2 separate regions of the Bicyclus anynana genome follow, and region 2 is linked to region 1. Evidence: chromatin contacts called from public Hi-C data. All regions are on one chromosome and are shown on one strand. Each heading gives the region's core, a stretch centred on a gene start, on an enhancer-like site or on the middle of the called end of the contact. The rest is flanking DNA. Distances are from core to core; before and after follow the strand shown. Region 1 overlaps LOC112047949 (SUN domain-containing ossification factor). Region 2 overlaps LOC112047949 (SUN domain-containing ossification factor).

What was found. Hi-C and Micro-C count contacts between places; a contact is called where the count stands out from the background.
Region 2: a contact with region 1 is called in a Hi-C map of whole larva, with 2.2 times the contacts expected there. The contact joins two enhancer-like sites. A contact is called at or near these places in 2 of 2 Hi-C or Micro-C datasets (whole body and whole larva).

The regions. Positions count from the first base shown.
Region 1 is chr3:17,805,803-17,812,684 of ilBicAnyn1.1, forward strand. The region is part of intron 2 of LOC112047949 (SUN domain-containing ossification factor); the gene reads left to right. Among protein-coding and RNA genes, the nearest start is that of LOC112047949, 15 kb to the left of the region's middle. Within about 2 kb of position 2,144, at least 8 of the 8 cell types and tissues checked have open chromatin away from gene starts, as enhancers often do.
Region 2 is chr3:17,862,262-17,869,510 of ilBicAnyn1.1, forward strand. The region is part of intron 2 of LOC112047949 (SUN domain-containing ossification factor); the gene reads left to right. Among protein-coding and RNA genes, the nearest start is that of LOC112047952, 31 kb to the right of the region's middle. Within about 2 kb of position 5,935, at least 8 of the 8 cell types and tissues checked have open chromatin away from gene starts, as enhancers often do.

The sequences.
Region 1 (6,882 bases), core at 894-3,393:
GCTGCATAGTTTTTTATGTGTATATCATGTAAGAACAGTGATTTCTTCACTGTTTCGATTTTGATCTTCATATTATGTAAACGAGGTCGTTAAGGCTTTAAGTATTTCATTGTGTTTGTTATAGAGAAATTAAGAAAAATAAAACCCTTCTAATGGAATTATCAGTGAAACGAAATATGTCTATTGCTAAATTACTTGCCAACGTATCTAACGTTGGCAAGTATTTTAGTAGGTATCCTGAAGGTTCTAAATGATGTTGCAGCATTATTTTCGGCCATGGTTATTTACCATCCTACCGGCAAAGACGTACCGCCAATCGATTTAGCGTACTTAAAGTGTTTCTCAGATTTCGCTATAAAAAAAAATATAGTACTTTATGGAATAAACATATGATGTAAAAACATCTGATTTTTAATTTTTTGAAACCAAATGCTATTTTTTTTTATTTGTTTAATTGTTTGGAACTCAGTAAGATAGATAAGATAGGATAAACGCTATTACATATATTGAAAACTAATGTTCTTAAAGATTTAAAATAAGATAAGATTTAAAATAGTTAGATTTCAGTGTTGAAAATATAGTATTCAACAAAATCAAAAAATTCAATATTCATTTATTTCAAGTAGGCTCAGATTACAAGCACTTTTACGTCGTCACGTCAGTTGACTATTTGTAAAGATTGTACCACCGGTTCGGAAGGCAGATTCTCCCTTCCGAATTCGGCAGTAAAAATTCTGCAGTATTTTTACGCAGTCCCGAAATATAGTACAATACTAATATACGGTTGGAAACCCTACCATCAGGTGAGATTGGACAACAAGGACTAACTTGCAAATAATAAAAAACAAATTGTGAAAAACTGACAAATTGTGAATGAAGTCACGAGCGTTTGCTGGCTATAGCTATAAAATGGGAAACAACAATCGAAGGCGACAGTTACGCTCGCGTAGAGTAGCGAAACGGATCGCGTAGGATGGCTAGACAGACCTGCAGTTAACAGTGTCCACTATAAATCGTAGTACTCTAGCCGCAGGACTCAATTTGAGAGGATAGAAAGTAAATTGATTAAAAATATGAAAGCGAGCCATTTCTAATGAGACGCCTACGTGATGGAGACGGCAGTTAACGAGAGTGTTAACTTTATGTAAGCCGATTCGTTAGTGACATATCGGTAACTGGCTCTTATAAATAAATTGTGCACTTTCATTATTTTCACTGTCTGATAGACAATACCTAAACTACAATCTCTTGTCTGCTGAAAATAAAAAAAACCTCACTGTTAGTGAAACGTTACGTTCATACCACAGACTATAGCCACAGGCTTGGCAAATTTGTTCTTAACACTCCAGATGGTGCGATGATTCGCGGGCCGAGAGGGGTAGCGATGCCCCGCGCGCATGACTTCATACCCGCGAAGTCCTTCCCTCTGCTCCGCGCGTACGACTTCACACTCGCGCATTTCGTCTCCCCCGTCACCCGCATATCATGGGAGGGTCATCAGCGAACTTACTAAGCTATAGTTACTAGGAAAAAATGTGTTTTTCTACTCCCATTTCGTAATCTACTCAATATAAAACCTAAAAGCATAATATAACAAAGTAAGTACACATTCGGTGTCATGTCGGTTAATCTGTTTTATTAGAGGTTCTGGAATTTCGTGATTTTTTTCCTCAAATATTTATAGAACTTTGGCGTAACTTAATTTATACCAAATCTGTGAATATATTTTCAACCACGTACGAGTAAAATAACTAACATACGTCTCTTATCTCTTAAATGTATTTGCAGTAACTAGGTCAATGACCTCACGCTGATTGTAATGTCGTTAACAAAATAATTACTAAAAATAAGTTTTTTTTATTAACTTTAAGCCTCAATAGTTTAACGGTTATTGGGTGGGCTGAAATACAAAAAGTCTTGTTATCAATCCTGCCCAAAATATTATCATGTGCATTGTGCAAGATACATAATATTACCGAGATACCATCCATTTTTATTATGGACCTTAAGGAGCGTAACACCAACTTCCCACATTCCACTCCGTATAAAATATATTTGCCATTTTGCACGACCTAAGTCCAGTGGACAGTAGCCCTAAGTTCTCAAGACCGCTTATGAAAGCCTGTTGTCGCTCATTGTAAGAGTATCGCTCGAGGTTGTTGCAATCGGTCATTCACTGTCTGCTTAAGCTTTAGGTGTTAACTCCTACCATTGTTGCGGATTCGTGTCGAATTGTGATCGACTTCTGTTCGTGTTTTAAACGTGTGAAAGATGACATGGACATTTTTGCTGATTGAATATTTGCTGTGCAAATGTTATCGCAGAGTGTGAGCGCAGAAAGAAGTTCAGGCATATTCGAGCTTAAATGCTAAAATAACAGGAGGATAACTCTCTTCTCTAAAAGCGCATCTCGTCCTAATTTCGTCTTAGTTTAAAGACATGTTTTTCTCTGATGAGGTTTGTGCTGAAAGACGTCGTGCTGCTGCAAGCTTTATATATCCATAGCTACGCTAGTAGGATACTACTATTTTTTTCTGAGCAAGCATGTAGTTTTCACATGAGAAAAGTGAATGTATAAGGTATAAAAGAACCCTACAACCAAAACACAAGTTCTCAGCAGAACCTGTCTTCCGAACCGGTGGTAGAATCTTTACAAATAGTCAACTGACGTGTCAAAAGTGCTTGTAAACTGAGCCTACTTGAAATAAATGAATTTTTGAATTTTCAAATCCCGGGATCTGCTTTGAGTTTTTCTTTGTAGTAGGTATACGATGGTACCAGCACCCTCGTACTGAATCCATAAAAGACATTTGTCTGTTATCATTTTTAGTTTTGAATCCATAAAAGACATTCGTCTGTTATCATTAGTAGTTTTGTTGCATTCGAGAACACAGAGTAAGGGCAGTCTAGAGAATAATTAAGCTCAAGTCGGAATACCGGGTGCCTGTTGTGTTGAGGGGAAAGTGAGAATTCACTCGCAGACAAAACCTTTTTAGAGCCATTATTTACGCTTCTATCTATTTATAGTTTAACTATGCTGTTTTAAATCTTACTTACGATATACTTCGTATTGGTGATATAAAAACGTATATATAGTCAGATCGGGTAGGTATTTTAAACAATGTAAATAAACAAAAACATATGATTCAGGGGTGCTCAACATTTTACTAAAGCATTATTCACGAATATTGTCATGAAATAAAACTTCCTTTGATAGACAATTTTTTTTATATTTTATGTTCCTATAAACTGTTATTTATCGAACAGATAATGTTTCTTATCTGATTAATGTAACTTATATTTAGGGTTCCGTGGTCAATAAAGAACCCTTATAGTTTTGTTTTTTTATTATGTATAAGCAAGCACCGCTTAGCTGTACGCTAGATTGTAAGCTATGAGGCAGCCTTTGGTAGAACGCGCTTGCCTAGAAGATGCCTATTCACTCTTGACTTGAAGATACCCATACCCATGTCCGTCTGTCCTTCTATCTGTAACTCAATTACTAATAGAAAACTGTAGCTTGACTATGAAAATTATGTACGCGATTATAGGCGTAAATTAAAAACTTGACAAATAGTTTTTACTCGTTTTCTCGTAGTGTGGGTTATTGTTAGATATACGTTTTTATGTAGAATTTGATGAGTTTGTTAAGACACTACTTTTCAATTTAGGCCTCTATTTGTAAAATATTAAGATTTAAAGTGCTAATTTAATTTCGTACTAAACTAAATAAAATTAAAAACAGTAAATGAACAACAAATAACAATAATAAACAATAACAACGAAACGAGAACAAAACGAAATAACAAAAATTATAAGGGAAGAAAATACGCACAACAAACTGGATTTAGTTAACGAATACTGTGAAGTAGGAGTATTAGTCACAGACAAAAAATAAAGTAGTGTTCTGTGCTGTGAAGTGTGAACTGTCAAATCTCAAATCTTCTTTCACTTAATACAAAATCAAAAAATTAATCATAGTTTAAGGTAATTCTGCAATAAATGAAAATATTTTATTCACATTATAATAAAAGAAAACATCATTTGAATTACAACTTCTTTCTTCTTTTGATATGATAGTACGATAATACGATTTATAAAATTAATTAAAGCTCTTATTTAATTTTATAAATGCATATTAATACCCATAAAACTCAATCTTTGTTTTTCAAAATGGTTTGTGACTCATGTCTGCTTGGGGTATTTAAGGTTCTTTTTATGTCGTTTATGTTGTATTTCTGCAAACTCTATTTAATTAACATAGAGGAATTAGACATGGAAATGCATCGCACCCAAATGCAGCAACAAAATTGTCTGTCGTTTTTAGAGGGGGACGAGGTAAACTCACACATCGAAAAAATTTAACAAGAATAAATAATAATTATAATCTGTACACAGAATATTCAATTAATGGATCAATGTTTTGCTGTTCGTTCGTTCGTTAGAAGAATAGAATCGATTTTTCTTTTATAAATTGTTTTAATTTATTATTAATTATAATTATGTTTTTGACGACCTCCGTGGCGCAGTGGTATGCGCGGTGGATTTACAAGACGGAGGTCCTGGGTTGGATTCCCGGCTGGGCCGATTGAGGTTTTCTTAATTGGTTCAGGTCTGGCTTGTAGAAGGCTTCGACCGCTAAGGCGTACCGACAAGCGATTTAGCGTTCCGGTACGATGTCGTGTAGAAACTGAAAGAGGTGTGGATTTTCATCCTCCTCCTAACAAGTTAGCCCGCTTCGATCTTAGATTGCATCATCAGTTACTGACTGAACATCAGTTACTGAGTGAGACTGAAATCAAGGGCTACCATGTAAAGAATAACAAACATAAAATAGAAATATTTTCAAATTAAACGTCACGTCATCTTTTAGTGAATTAGAAGTTGTTGACCGTTTTTCATGCCATTGACTGACTGACTACTTACTACACAAACCGGAATTATTAGGGAGCTTTTTAGACGACGAAAACGATTACAACAATGAAACATCGATACAATCGATAACGCGTTAGATCGTTGGTTGTTTGACAGAGAGGTAACGTCTTGCGGGGCAGGTCTTTCTATAATTGGTCCGTGATAATTAATTTGTTGTATCCGAATCCGGACTCAAAAGGGCTAGAACCCAGAGCCGTAAAGCTTATTATTAAAAATAAAATGTACGTGAATCGAAACGAAAAGTGTCGCTTAAAAGAACCTTTTTGAGTAGTATTATTGTTGTGTAAAAAACCTAAAGTTGTGGACTATAGATGGCATGCTTGGTCCGTATTTAAACAAATATATTATGATTTTAAACTTATTTGGTGGTTGTTCATTATGAATGTTATTTAAACGGGTACATACCACGATAAAACGACGAAATTTTTAATGTCGATATTTCGACCCAGTTGCATGGATCGTGCTCACGACGGAACTGAAGTTGCGAGATGAGAAGTGAAGTCAGCTGTTAGAGGCAGAATCGATCTACCCTCTTTCGACATTAAAAATCTCGTCGTTTTGTCGTGGTATGTACGCGTTTAAATAACATTCATAAATATATTATGTATTACAAATTGTTTAATCTTTTACAAAAGCTATGCAGGTTTATGTTAAGATATTTTTAAAAAATTAGTTATTAAAGTTTTATTGTCTACCAGCGAATGCCCGCGACTTCGCTTGAGATTCAGTTTTTCACAAAACTCGCTGCAACCATCATTAATTTTTTTCTGAATTAAAAAAAAATAGTGCTAATTGAAAAAACAAGTAAAAAACATTACTCATACTTGTAAACTACATACGCGTAACTACGCGATACAAAAGATTTCTACTCTATTCAATCACGTGATGATTCCCGTATGTACAGAATACAGTCATATAAATCTCATATGTCATGATCAAATCACACTCAGTCAATCCACAGTCCACACAACAACGTGTGTATGCTGTGGTCTAGCTTATTCGTTCGTTTGTATACAGTACGTTCCCTTAGTACGAGGTAGGGAGTTTCACACTAATCGTAAATGGTTTCTCATTATGTTGTACTAGCAAAAATCCTCCCGCCCTCGAAATTTCATTTGCGTAATTTCCGTTCCTGTCGGTATACATAAATAAATCAGCCTATATTACTCGGTGATAATGTAGCTTTCGATTGGTGAAAGAATTTTTGACGTTCAGTTATTTACTTAGGATGACGAATTTTATGTGAGAAATTCCATTACAATGGTATTTTATGTTTTCGGTTGGGCTTATTAATTCGTCCGATCACTGTTTATATTAAAACAAAAAGCAGATGGCGGGATCAATGTACTTATTTTAAGAGTACCTACTTAATATTTACAACTCGACTGTTTTATTTTAATTTCGCGGCTGCAACAGTCGCCGTAAAGCGAGAGCTTTTAGTGACTTTATTTGATTTATAGCAGTAATACACACAGTAATTAATTATTTAATAACCTACAGTACGATAAGAACCTACATCCTCAAATCACTTTCTTTCTCTTGAAAAAACGTATCCAAATGTTTCAGAGCTACGAAGCCAGACAGTCACATTGAATTGGAGGTTATTAAGGAGCAAAAGGTGAAGGTGCAAAAAAGTTTTCCTCGTTACTTCATTACAAAAACATAGGATGCACTTCCAGCTATCGTTTCCCCTATCACCTACATCTTGTCAAGATTAATAGAATAATATAGAATTATAATAATAGAATAGAATAGCCACCGTCTAAACAAGCGTGTTCTAACGCAGACTATATAGATTATAGCAAAAATTAAAAGTTAAAGGGTGCGAAAACTTGTACTAAGGGTGCTGTATTTTATTCACTTTAGTACACCGTGTACCGGTGTCTAATGTAAATGTAGCGAGAAATCGTGTCGCGTCCATAATATGTTCGCAGTGTCTTATTGCCA
Region 2 (7,249 bases), core at 4,685-7,184, 60 kb after region 1:
GGGGACATGATTTGTCAAATTATGCCGAAGAAAATATTGGAAATATACGCTAAATGCTTGGGCGGTTGAGTGGGTCCGAAACCTGGAACCTTCACAAAGTCACTTCAGTCCCAGCTCCATAATTGGTTAACTTACCCGTGGTGGAAGTATGAACTGATAAACTTTCAGTTTTTATAAAAAGAAGCAAGTCTGGCAAAGTAGGCTCTTATTCAATCACAAAAATAGCTTCCACACGTTGGTTCCTTGTTTTTGTTTTGACAGCGCTTATTGCTTGTTCCTTTCACTGCCTCACACTCGTCTCTGAATACATTATCGAAATTGACAAGTGCATGTGTATAATTACCATGTACAAGTGTGTTTTTGGTTGGTACTTGTTCAAGATTGGCGGGTATTTTCTTTTGGTACTATTCTTTTATTTGCCTTGAGTTATTTTTGAATTCAAAATTTATATTAAAACAACCCAATTTGTATACGTCTTTGTTAGCTAATACTTTCCAGTAGATTAGGGTCTCCCCTATTTTCCTCTAAAGGATTCAAGCTATAGACCACATAACTAATCTTTCGATAAATAAAACTGTGTCGACCTTTGAACATTATATACTCTCGGCGTGTTAGATATTTGTGACATATAACATCCTTGCATATCGAGTGTCCGAGAACCTATCTTGTTTAGGCTCACTCCGCACTGCATTAAAGCCGACTCCGACTATTCTTAATCAAATTAGGAGCTTTTTATGTTTCCTGGCCGCAAAAGAAAAAATGCGGAACCCTTATAGGGTCACCGTCTTGTCTTTCAGCCTGTCTGTCTGTCAATTACCCTGTACCTCTTTAACGCGTAGACGTATCTAGTTGAAATTAAAACTATATACTCGGTGTACAATCCCTTGAAGCTAAAGTTAAACATTGTCACCGTAAGCTTGCCAACCAAAAATTGGAGTAGCATGGTGGGACAGAGCTTCATATACCATCTTTTATGAAGAAGGCCTGGCTAAATAGGAAAAATAAGAAAGAAGAGAGAAAGAAAATGAATTTATTAAAATATAATAATAATCTGTTAATAATAATTAATAAGCTGGCAACGACGAAAATTGATGAGGATGGAGTGCGAAAAGACCCTTAAAGTGAATGTGAATACAGTCGTGATACGTACGACATTCGACCATATAATCGACTCGGGTCACGATGAACTTCCTCTAGCCCGTATCGTCCCGTAACCGATGATTCTGTAAGCTCCGACGGTAGTTATCATATATTTGGTGAATACTGCTTATCTATTTATTTTACTATTCTTTACACATGTTAACTGTCGGTGATACAGTATCAATGAATTATAGTCTGTTTTGTTATGTTTTTGTAGTACCAAAAATCACATTTGTATTGATTATTTTTTTGTTTATCAATTTTGACTCAAAACCACTACCTAGCATCACCTTGTCACCTTTTCATAGATTTAGGTACTCTTTACTTTAACTGAATCTGATTTAGTTATATCTGCAGATGCGGTTTAAACTTTAAACCTCTCATTTTTTAGGTTAAACTTCTCTTGTGTGCAACAAAACACTCTTGCGTAAAACACTCTAATCACTTTTTAGCGGCCCGCGATATACATTCATTATTATTTTTTTTTATAAAATAATAATGTAATAAACATATTATGTGATTGTACGATAATTATACTAACTTAACATAACAATATTAAAAGATCTGCTCCTCCGGATATGTGACTTTTAAGTGCTTAAATATAACCGACGGTCAAGAGTGACCTGAACCTTCTCCTATATATGAAACAGCCTATAGGTTGTATTTCAGTCAAGTGATTGTATCAATTTATCGATCACAAACCCTACAGCTTTTGATCCTTCGAGCCGTTCTCTTCGTATTCAATTTTTCAGTGTCTTAATTGCCTCAAACCAGTCCGTATCGTTGATCGTTGTAATGCAAACTAATTGGTGTAGTTTCGCTATTTGATCTCGAACGATAAAGTCGACAAGTAACACAGTCGCTCCATCACCCGGGCCAAATACCAGCTGGTTCTCAAAACAGATAGGTATCTGTAGCTCTGCGGTCGGAATGTTGCAGCAGTATTAACGGCATTAAGGGATAGTGTTCCAAACCGCAACCTATCGATTGCGCAATCGAATACGAATCTATGCGCTATTGTTACACGGAATTGAGGAAACGCTTGCGTCCGTCTATTTATTTTGATGGTACCTAATGGTTGTAGGTATTAGGATCGAAAACTTTTCTTTGTTCGCTGATTTCTTCATAAATGTGTGATTCATTTACTCGGACTCAAATTACATTATATTAAATTATTTTATAGGTACGTTTTATTATGCTGCATATATACACTAATTCATCATTTCCAATGTTTTGCATAGTAATAAATAATAATAATAAAATCCTTAATTCAGACGAAAAAAAGAGAAATTTAAATCTACAAGCTTACAAACTAATAAAAAAGGATTAAAATTACTTAACGATGTACAATCATAAGTTAGTCTATTAATACTTAATTAATATTAAACATTCAGCTGAATGGGGGCCCTGCCTCAGCATAAGACTAAATTTCTCACGTCCCTCACTCCTTTCATCTCATTTCACCTTCTTATTGCTTTTTAGGCGGTTTGAATGGTCTGTGTAAAACAATATATTTTATTCTTAGTGCTGCTATTCAAGTTCTTCTTCTTCTTCCTAAAAGGTTGTTACCGCACTTAGTCATGTTATTCAAGTAGTAAATGTGTAATTAATTACATTTAAATGTCGTTAGGCAGCGACGTGCTCAAGTTTGTTTCCTAGGGTGTGGTATAGGGTAGGATTTAGGGTACAGTGCATTTTTTCATATATGAAGTGCACCTAATCCTTGTTAGGATTATGATCTTGGGACAATCAAATGGATGTTAACGAACTAGATATGATCGAGATAGATATGATCGAGTGCCAATGGATATGCGATCAGTGTGATAAAGCGTTCTACACAGCTAATTATAGCCACAAATAGCACCTATTAACGGATACTGCTATTTAACGGCGAAGCAAAGGTTGCACGTGCGTAGGTATATCGTGTATACGGCCGTCGCGGGTTTATTAACACCGCGCAATTATAAGAATCGACGTCGCGTAAAATTACGTTCCTTGTTACGTAAATGCGGCAATAAATAAATGACGGACGATCGTTTGTTTCTTAAACTGTTACAATAGATCGAGAGGCATGATTTACAGCGGAAAATTGGTTAAATATTTTAGGTTTAGTTATTGGATTACCGAAATTTTAACAGTTTTAAGATCTCTAAATCATGTAGTTAGTATATGAGACGCTTTGGGTGGACGGGTTTAATTGATAACATATATTTTCATTCTAAACGCAGAATGAAGTAAGTATTACGATTATTTACTTGTTATATTTTCGAACTTCGATTTATTTCAAAAAATTACCATAACATAGTTTTTATCCATTATTACTATACGAATGATTATTTATTCATTCGCATTTATTATATAGACTAGACTAGACTACACTAATATTATAAAAAATAAAGCTATGAATTCTTAGGAGTTAATCGTCTGAAACGATTTTAAAATTCTTTTACCAATAGAAAGCTACATTATTTGTGATTGGCTGTAGTTAGTATTCCCGTATTCCCACGGGAACGAAAACGAACGAAACTGCGGCACGTCTGCTAGAATAATATATTTCTATTTGCGTTGATTTCTAATAAATAGCCGTAGATATCAGAGTACGGGCTTTAAACTCTTTATTGGCTCGCAGAGAGGACTGAACTGTTGGTATCTACATTAGCATTATTAGATAACGTAGAAAGCTTTCTTTTCTATCGCGGAATTCCGTTAATATAAGCACTAATGATTTGACGAACACGTAATGTACTTTCGTCGTAGTTATTCTCATTAACAGCTGCTTTTTTCTGAATATACTAATCTTATCCCACTTCTGATAACATCTTATAAGTGCTTGTTTGAGTTTTGAGAGACTTGAGATATTGTTAATCAGATAAAAGTATACAACCTTTTTGGTCTAGTAGTTGATTATTCGGGTCACGGGATGACCATTCGAGCATTCGAATCCCGGGCGAACTATCTTTGTTCCAAAAAATTCTCAGTTTACCGGAGGAAGTTAATGGTTCTATCCCGCTTAACTCCACATTGGAGTAGGGTGTTGGGTTTAAGCTCCATGTCTCCTCTTCTATAAGGAAGGCCTGCCCTCCTTTAGTGGGTATTTTATATATGCAGATGATAATGAAAATTGTACTACTATAAAATTAAGACAATGCTATTATAATTTCATTATATAAGCACGTTTAGGATACATACCATAAAGAGTTTTTTTTTTGTTTATAAATGTGGTTTTTAATTTTTATGATATGAGTGTACATAAAGACTATTCCATAATGGGTATGTGTCAATTAACTTTTATTTACTTTATTGCCTATTTCAATTTTAAATGGCCCATTATTCAGTATATTTTACGGGCGTGAAGAATGAACAATTCAGTTCTCATAATAAATTGCAAGGCGCATCGAACTTTAATTAGAGGTTTTACGTCATTACCTAATGCAATTAAATTCCACCACGTAATATGTCGTACAGATATGTTAATTTGTTGACGACACTGTCATATCTTTGGCGTGGATCTTTGCATAGTATCCGTTTGACCTACTGTAGACTGTACTGGGGTTGTACGATAATTATACTAACTCAAGATAACAATATTATCGGGCTATACTTACCTATTGGGGACTTTTCGTATTATCATGTCTCAATTTAGCCACAAGCCAAGGTGTCCTCGGTTTTGTCCGCGTAGATCCGAACAGTAGCCAAAGTAATTGCTTGTAACATCTGCTATCTACTAGTGAGACCTCTAAAATCGGTCAAGCCGTTTCAGAGATTAGCCGAAACAAACAAACCAATAGGCAAAAATACTCGCCATACATACATCAGCCTTTAATATGTTAGTAAAAAGTAATGTTACTTTTAAATTTCAAACAGACACTTCCTTTTTATTTATTTCTACCGTAATAGTATTATTTGACGATACAATAAAATCATTTTGTTATTTGCTTTATGATTATGCATTATAAATTAAATATTAAGACTTTACCTGTACTATATACAAGTAAATAGTATGCAAACCATTGTATCTTGCTAATATCTGGCTGGATAAAGTGGTGAAAGAAGCATAATATATTTCTCAGTAGCATCTTTGTTGTTGCATAAAGACCATGTTTATATGACGTGTATTTGACAGTCATCTATTTATTCGCGCAACTACTGAATACTTGAAGTTGTAATAAAGTGACGAAGATCGACGTAATTATCTCTCGCTAACGCGGACCGATTGTATACTGTTAATATTATTAAAATAACAGATAGAATAAGGCACGTGTGGTCGTTCAACTTTACTTATTTATATGCTGCCTTTATTACTCAACTCAGGAACATAATGTGATATAAATGCAGCGCCTTGGAAACTATCAGTTTTTTTTGGCAAATCAAACGTGTTTGTCAAATACTTTGATGAAAAGTCAAGTCTGACAAGCAAGTTTGTTATACATGTTTAGTTTGTTTCCAAATTCCAATTCCCTTTTAGAAAAATAATATATTGTGCTTACAGTGAACAATACTTCAAACACTTTTTACTTTCAAACTATAACTTTTGATAAAAGCAAAGATCATACACCCTACAGTTTTTATAACATACTCGTAAATGTGTTCCCAAGACTTCCCACCAACGCGATCGACGGATAAATAACTTTGCCAACTTTAAAGTGCTTTGTAGATACTTTGTTGAACTTAGCGAAGAAAAAGTTTCATAAAGTTGTGTGTGCATTACATTCGCGCGTGCCAGTGTATATATAAAGACGCATGCGTATTAACAAGCAAGTGGTGTATAACATAAAGGTGTGCGCACATGAAGCGTAACAAAGCGTCATAAAGGTGCGTGCACAGTGCGCGTGGTGCGCGCGGCGCGGGGCGCGGGTGTCGTGTGTCGTGATAGGTGCGCAGCGTCGCCAATGCGGCGGCGGCGCGGGCGCGATGTCGCCGCCGCGGGCGCTGCTGGCGGCGCTGCTGCTCTGTCAACTGCTGTCGTACGGTGGCCACCAAGGACTCACCAAGATATTCTACACGTAAGCCACTCATTAACATATCACACATCAACAATATATAATGCGTTAGACTATTTCTGACGTACAACAATTTATAAAGACACGAGTAATACTTCACTCCATACAGATATACAGGCTGTTTATTTATATTGCTTCTGTACCGTTAATAGAATATATCTTCAGTACAGTCTATACTTTTTATGAAATGTATTTTTTTTTATAATTTTTGACTCCAAGAATAACAAAATAATGAACACATTAGTTTCAAACGCCACCACTGTAGCTACAGATGATAGGGTGGCCCTAAAATCAGTTATAAAGTAAACATCGTCCGTAAACGATAACTTTGGTATTTATTAGCTAATGAAAAAAAGAAAAAAATAAATGTCTATTAAATTTCATTTATGTACAAAATGTAAAAAATTGCACACTCCAAAAAACTTCTTTTCTAGCTTCTTTTTTACTGAGTAACTTGCGAGTTATGTTTGGAGTATCTCTGCGTGATCGAATCAGAAATGAGGAGATCCGCAGAAAAACCAAAGCCACCGACATAGCTCAACGAATTTCGGAGTTGTAGTGACTATAAGCGGGGCTCATAGTACCTACGAAGAGACATTGGGACCCCAGCGTCCATCGATTTTCATGTGCCCCGCTTTGCGAAGATTAACTAACTAAAACTAACTTTGCAAAGAAATTTTAAATCTTCATAACAGAAAATAAAGTGAAATTGCCAACAACAACTTGGGGATTCCCCGAGTCTCGTGCATGATATCACTTTTTTTTTATAAAAAATAAAGATACATTTGCACATTGCCTATTGTTCACATGCATTTTGCATTCCAAGAATTTCCTTAATTACTTATTGTAGAAGTCAATAATAATCATTATCGTTATAGTTTATCGCAGAAAGAACAACAATTGCCTGCGTTTTCATGTAGTAGGCAATAACTGACGTTGTTACGGTCTATTAAACGAGCGTGCGAAGTGTCTGCGTGATAAACGTATCGATGTCTTGTTTATTTGTTAAAATTCTTTAAATTCCTTGAAAAAGAACTTTAATCGCTCGTCAAATCAAATACCTGTGTAAACGCAACTTTATGTGAATCGGTTTTTCGCCTGCTTTTTTA